Linked DNA regions of Sus scrofa: region 2 is linked to region 1. The links are chromatin contacts, called in public Hi-C maps. All regions are on one chromosome and are shown on one strand. Each heading gives the region's core, a stretch centred on a gene start, on an enhancer-like site or on the middle of the called end of the contact. The rest is flanking DNA. Distances are from core to core; before and after follow the strand shown.

Region 1 (2,700 bases), core at 47-2,546:
ATCCTCAGAGCCTGACCAGGGGCCTCACACAGGGGTCCACGTGCGGGTAGGATTGCTACGATCCCTTTAAACCCTCCTTTCAGACACATTTCCTTGGATTCTAATGGTCACAGAGCACGCACAAGGAAAGTCTTGGCAGCTTCGTTCTTCTCAGGGCCAGGTGGAGATTCTTGATAATTGTAATTAGTCATTGAGTTCCCAGTGGGTAGGGAATACTCATTTCCCTGGTCCAGGGGTGGTGCCCAATGGGGTGGAGGGCTCAACAAAGCCCAATGGGTACAATGAGTACTAGATGCTCCTCCCATCAGAGGCAGTGCTCACCCAGCTTTTATGGAATGAGTAAGAAACAGCCTCAACTAGTCTTTCTTCCCACTAGGAGCCTAGGACAGATGATAGCACCATCCTCTCATGGCAGCAGCTTTTCCCAATTGCTGTGTCACTAGTGCATCTTTCATTGGATCCCAAGTTTGAACTTTTACTCAAATTAATTTTGAGTTTTCAACTCCGATATTTTCTTTAGCTTTTTGCCTCCGATTAACACCAATACCAAAATAATGATGAAATATATCAGTAAGCTTAACTGCCAGGAACATCTGGAATGCCTCTGTGTGTGTGTGTGAGAGAGAGAGAGAGAGAGAGAGAGCGAGAGCGAGAGAGAGAGAGCGAGCCTGAGAACAAAGAGTTTAGGCTGATGAACAGGTAAAGTGGGTCATTCTCATATTAATATCATTGCTATGAATTGGCTTTTTTTCTACATACATAACAAATCATTTGCATAAAGAATCACACCGAGGCTTTGTTCAGAATACAGAACAAGTATCCTATTCTTCTCAGCATGACAGAATACATTTAAACATGTCAGTGTCCTATAGGAACTTTTGTTGAAGTCAGTCGCTGGGTGCCACAATAACCTGAGGAGTTAGTGATATCATTTTATCAGATGCATGCAAATTGCATCAAGAGATGCTCGTTATTCAAAAGGCATGTGACAAGGAGAGGGCCAGAATTACGTGGCTTCATATTGCCTGTCCTATTATTGATGAGGGGATCACTTGGAACTGCCACCTACCTGGAGCCAGGTAAACTGAGACACCCCAGGGCAGCACAGAGAAGAAACAGCTTTGCCGGCATCCTCCAAGCCCACGTCCCAGAGGTCTTCATTTTTTCTATGCGACAGGAGATCTGACTGAGGCTCATGGATCCATGAAGAACCTGCACAGGGAATGCTACCGTCAGCTTCTGTCCCCAGAGAGCAAACAGTTTGGCAGAGTAAACAAAACCACCAGTGATCAGAAATGCCTTATTAGACTTTGCACAGACAGAAAACTTATCAGTGACTCCAGAAAGCAATGAGAATGACGGAAAGCTCTATCACAATTTTTTTGTTTTTGTTTTCTAAAAAATAACATTTTCTTCTCTTTTCCTTTTTTTTTTTTTTTGATGGAAAGCTCTGTCATAATAATTTTTTTTTTTATTTTTGTCTTTTAAAGATAATGTTTTCTTTTCTTTCTTTTTTTTTCCCCCACCCTGCAGCATATGGAAGTTCCCTGGCCAGGGATGGGATTCCAGGATGGGACCTATGCCACAGCTGCAGCAACTCCAGATCCTTAATCCAGTGCAACAGGCTGGGGATCCAACCTCTGTCCCAGCACTCCAGAGAGGCGTTTCCCCACGTCAGGAACTCTGCAGCTTATCTTGCATTCATGCGTAACAGAGTTTTGAGTGAGCAGCTGAAAGGATGGGCAGTTAGTGAGGTAATAAGGATTGTGGGCTCCAGGTCCAGACTGCCTAGGTTCAAATCCTTTCTCGACCACTTGCCAGCTTTGGGACCTCAGGCAAGTCACTTTACCTCTATGCCTCAGTTTCCTCACTTGGCAAGTGCTGACCTTCAAATGATGCGCATAAGCAGAGTGCTTAGAACAGGCTCCTTTGGGCACGGAGACATGTGCTATTATTACTAAGCAGAATGCAGGGTCTGGAGTCAGACAGGCCAGGCTCTGAATAACAGTTTGCTCCTTCTAGCTCTGTGATTTTGAGTAAGTCAGTTAGATGCTAAGAGTTCTAGAGCCTGTTGACCTGAGATCGAATTCTCTCTGTATCTTTAACCAGCTGTGTGATCCAGGGCAAATTATTAACCTCTCTGGGCCTGAGTTTCTTTATCTACAAAATAGAGATAATAAAAGTACCACCCCACCTCAGAGGGCTGTCATGAAAATTAGATAAATCTAAATATTTGAAACACTTTGAACAGTACCTGCCATATACTATGTGGTCTTTCTGTAAGTGAGCTATATTTTATTGACTGTTTCTGATTCTGTTTCCTCCTATGTAAAATCGAGAGGGCTATGCCTCCCTAATTCTCAGGGTCAGGAAGGTCAGATAAGATAGTTAAGTGTGAAAATGTTTCACAAATAGGCATCATAAAAATGATAACTGTAAGAGATCACTTTACCAAAATGTGTTGTTATTATTATATACCTTATGTAGGACTTTATTATATTTAGGGAGCAATAGATGGCTGCCCTGACCTTGTTGAGAAGTGAAATATAATAGATGATTGGTACCAGATAGATGTAACATTTGTCTCCAGTATTTGCTGATAAATCCTGAGAGCCACAGTGATAGATAGCAGCACATGAAAAATAGCTCAATAAATACCTTTGCCCTTCACCTTTCACCTCTCCCATGTTAAAGGTTATA
Region 2 (2,700 bases), core at 140-2,639, 120 kb before region 1:
CCATAAGAAGAACCACGGAAATGCCAAAGGAAAATCTGAGCTATACTCCCTTTGCAGGAGGCGGGGGGCAATGGACCTGTGTCGGAAACTTGGACTTTGGATGAAACAAGGAGGGAGCTGGCTAAGGAGCTTGTGGAAAGAAGTGGGTTCCAGTTGTGCCACCCTGAGCTTCCTCAAAGGTGTCCCGATATCACCCCCATCACATCCGTATCTTCAGTAAAAGCATTAGGAGGGATCAGTCATGACTGGATTACTTGTGGCGAAAGGAAAAAAGAGAGTTTTTCAAATGGGTCAGACAGAATGTAAAACTGCAGCCACGAGAGAACCCAGACATCAAAAGCCAAAGCAAAAGGGAGGAAGAGAGACTCAGCAATCCGGGGCTGAAGGGGCTTTCCAGGACCTGGAATGGGTATTGACTTCTGTCGACTCTCCCCTCACTCTAGAAGAAATGAAGACCACAATGACTGGCTGCCACGTTTGCATTTGTACACATTTCTAGCGTGCACAAGTTATCCAGTACCTTTTTTTCATAACTTTGAGATTGATAAGGCCAATCCTGCTAATGAGAGAATCTAACTACTGACAAAGGCATCAAGATGGCTCCATTCTCGGGCAAGTTAGCTGACCTCTCTGGATCTTCATTTCTTCAACTGCAAAATGAAACGAATCCTTTCCATTTCATAGACTTGTTGTGAGGAGTAAATAAAACAAGACATGTGAAACGTCTGCCACATGTGCAGTGATTGTCTAGCCACCTCTCCTTATTTAATTAATTTGTGGCCATGTCCGGAACAGTAAGAGAATGGATGTAGATATGGTTTCATTGGTCCCATGATTGGTTGTTATTAAAGCTCTAGAGAATGCTTCTGGAGGTGTTCATTTAAGGCATCTGGTTTCCTGAAGACACAAATATTCTAGATGGTAATGATACTGCAAGTCTGGATGAGAAGTAGAAAGTCCATTTCAATTACCCACACTTCTCAGGCTCCAGGTGTTTGGCAATAAATTGCAGAACTTCTCCATTTGATGGTTAGTGTTTTCGATATTTTGCTGGAAGTTTATGGTTGAGTCAGTATTAGCTTTGTTTCAGCCAAGCAAAACAAACTCATCTGAGCTCAGAAGTCCCACGAGCCTGTAAAAAGGGCCACAAACTCTGGAGATATATGTTGGTTTGTCTTTTGCCTCATTCTGAAAATAAGATCCCTTTGCTTAGCTGAAATAAGTTAAATATCCTCCTCTCCTCAACCCTATGGATATTGCTTTTCAAAAGGTCTGAAGGACAGTGGCCTTTGGTGTCTAGAATTTTAGGGTGTTTGGCTAATCAATATCCTAGTAAGTAATTAACCACATCTGAATGAGAATCAAACAAGTTCTGTTAGTTTCAAACATTAGATAGATCTTCTAGGTCCTGGTCTGTAGACACCTCTTACTTCAACTCCCTAAGTAGTTTTAGTCCTTCTTTGTAATATAGGGTAGTGGCTTCTGGATGAGATGTTGGCTGTTGCTTTTTTCATCTTGTCTTTGATGACTTGTCAGCCTGGGGTAACCATACAGGAGAAGGTGAACCGGTGAGTTGGCCAAAAGACTCTGAAAAATGTGCACTTAGGGATTACCTGGTGGGGAACTAAGATACTCTCATGTTTGATACAGGCTATTTTAGGATGGAATGTGGCCTCTTTCCGTGTTATTACTAGTCCAGGAAGCAGTCCAGACCAGTGAAAAGAGCATCCACTTAGAGTCAGATGGGCCTGTGTGCAAATCATAGCTCTAATACTTAGGAGCTGGGTCATCTGGAGGAAATTGGTCTCTTGGAGCCTTAGTGTCTCAATATGTAAAATGAGAATAAAAATGCCTCTTCCATAAGAGTTAATGAACCTGAAAAAAGACCCTAGGTATAAAATATACTCAAAAAATAATAGTTCTCTTGAATGATATTAGACAATTAACCTCTGCTTATTTATTTGTGAATTATAAGAATACTCATCTCATGTTTTGGGAAGATACAATTAGATAATACATGTAAAATCATCTTGGGAAAGGCAAGATGCTGGGTCATTTCCTTCTAGAAATGAATTTTACCTTTTGTTATGGAGTAATGAATGAAAGTTATATTTTCATATGTACAGTGCATTTTACCCATTCCGTTTCCTTGAATATCCCAAACTGCCTTCATGCTTTTTTTTGTTTTTTTTTTTAATCTTAACATCAAGTATTTTGTGGTACTTATATAGCCCCTTATTTTGCCTTAGGGATAGTTTTAAAGTACTCCTTCTCTCCCAAACATTGCCAATTTTAAGTAGAGTTATTTCATTCAAATTCCTGTTGGATGATTCAATTTTGAATCATTATTGCCTTTTTTTTTTTTTTTTGACTTTTTAGGGCTACACCAGCAGCATGTGGAGGTTTCTAGGCTAGGGTCAAATTGGAGCCACAGCTGCAAGCCTATGCCATAGCAATGCAGGATCTGAGCCGTGTCTGTAACCTACATCATAGCTCACAGCAACGCCAGATCCTTAACCCACTGATTGAGGCCAGGGATGGAACCTGCAACCTCATGGTTCCTAGTCAGATTCGTTTCCGCTGTGCCACGAAGGGAACTCCCATTATTGCTTTTGAATGCTGGAGCAAGAGATGTTTCCTCTAAGCAACAGTTCAGAAGGGGGGAAAGGCATTTTTACAAGCAGTTAATTTTCAACTTGT

Evidence for each region. Hi-C and Micro-C count contacts between places; a contact is called where the count stands out from the background.
Region 2: a Hi-C map of liver shows a contact between it and region 1, with 13 times the contacts expected there. The contact joins the promoter of C8A here to the promoter of C8B in region 1. A contact is called at or near these places in 18 of 47 Hi-C or Micro-C datasets (alveolar macrophages, brain, embryonic fibroblasts and 10 more).

The regions. Positions count from the first base shown.
Region 1 is chr6:155,410,578-155,413,277 of Sscrofa11.1, reverse strand. C8B (complement C8 beta chain) reads right to left here and starts at 1,296. Exons shown (of 12, transcript NM_001097451.2): 1 at 1,070-1,296. The coding sequence starts at 1,161.
Region 2 is chr6:155,529,156-155,531,855 of Sscrofa11.1, reverse strand. C8A (complement C8 alpha chain) reads left to right here and starts at 1,389. Exons shown (of 11, transcript NM_001097450.2): 1 at 1,389-1,568. The coding sequence starts at 1,492.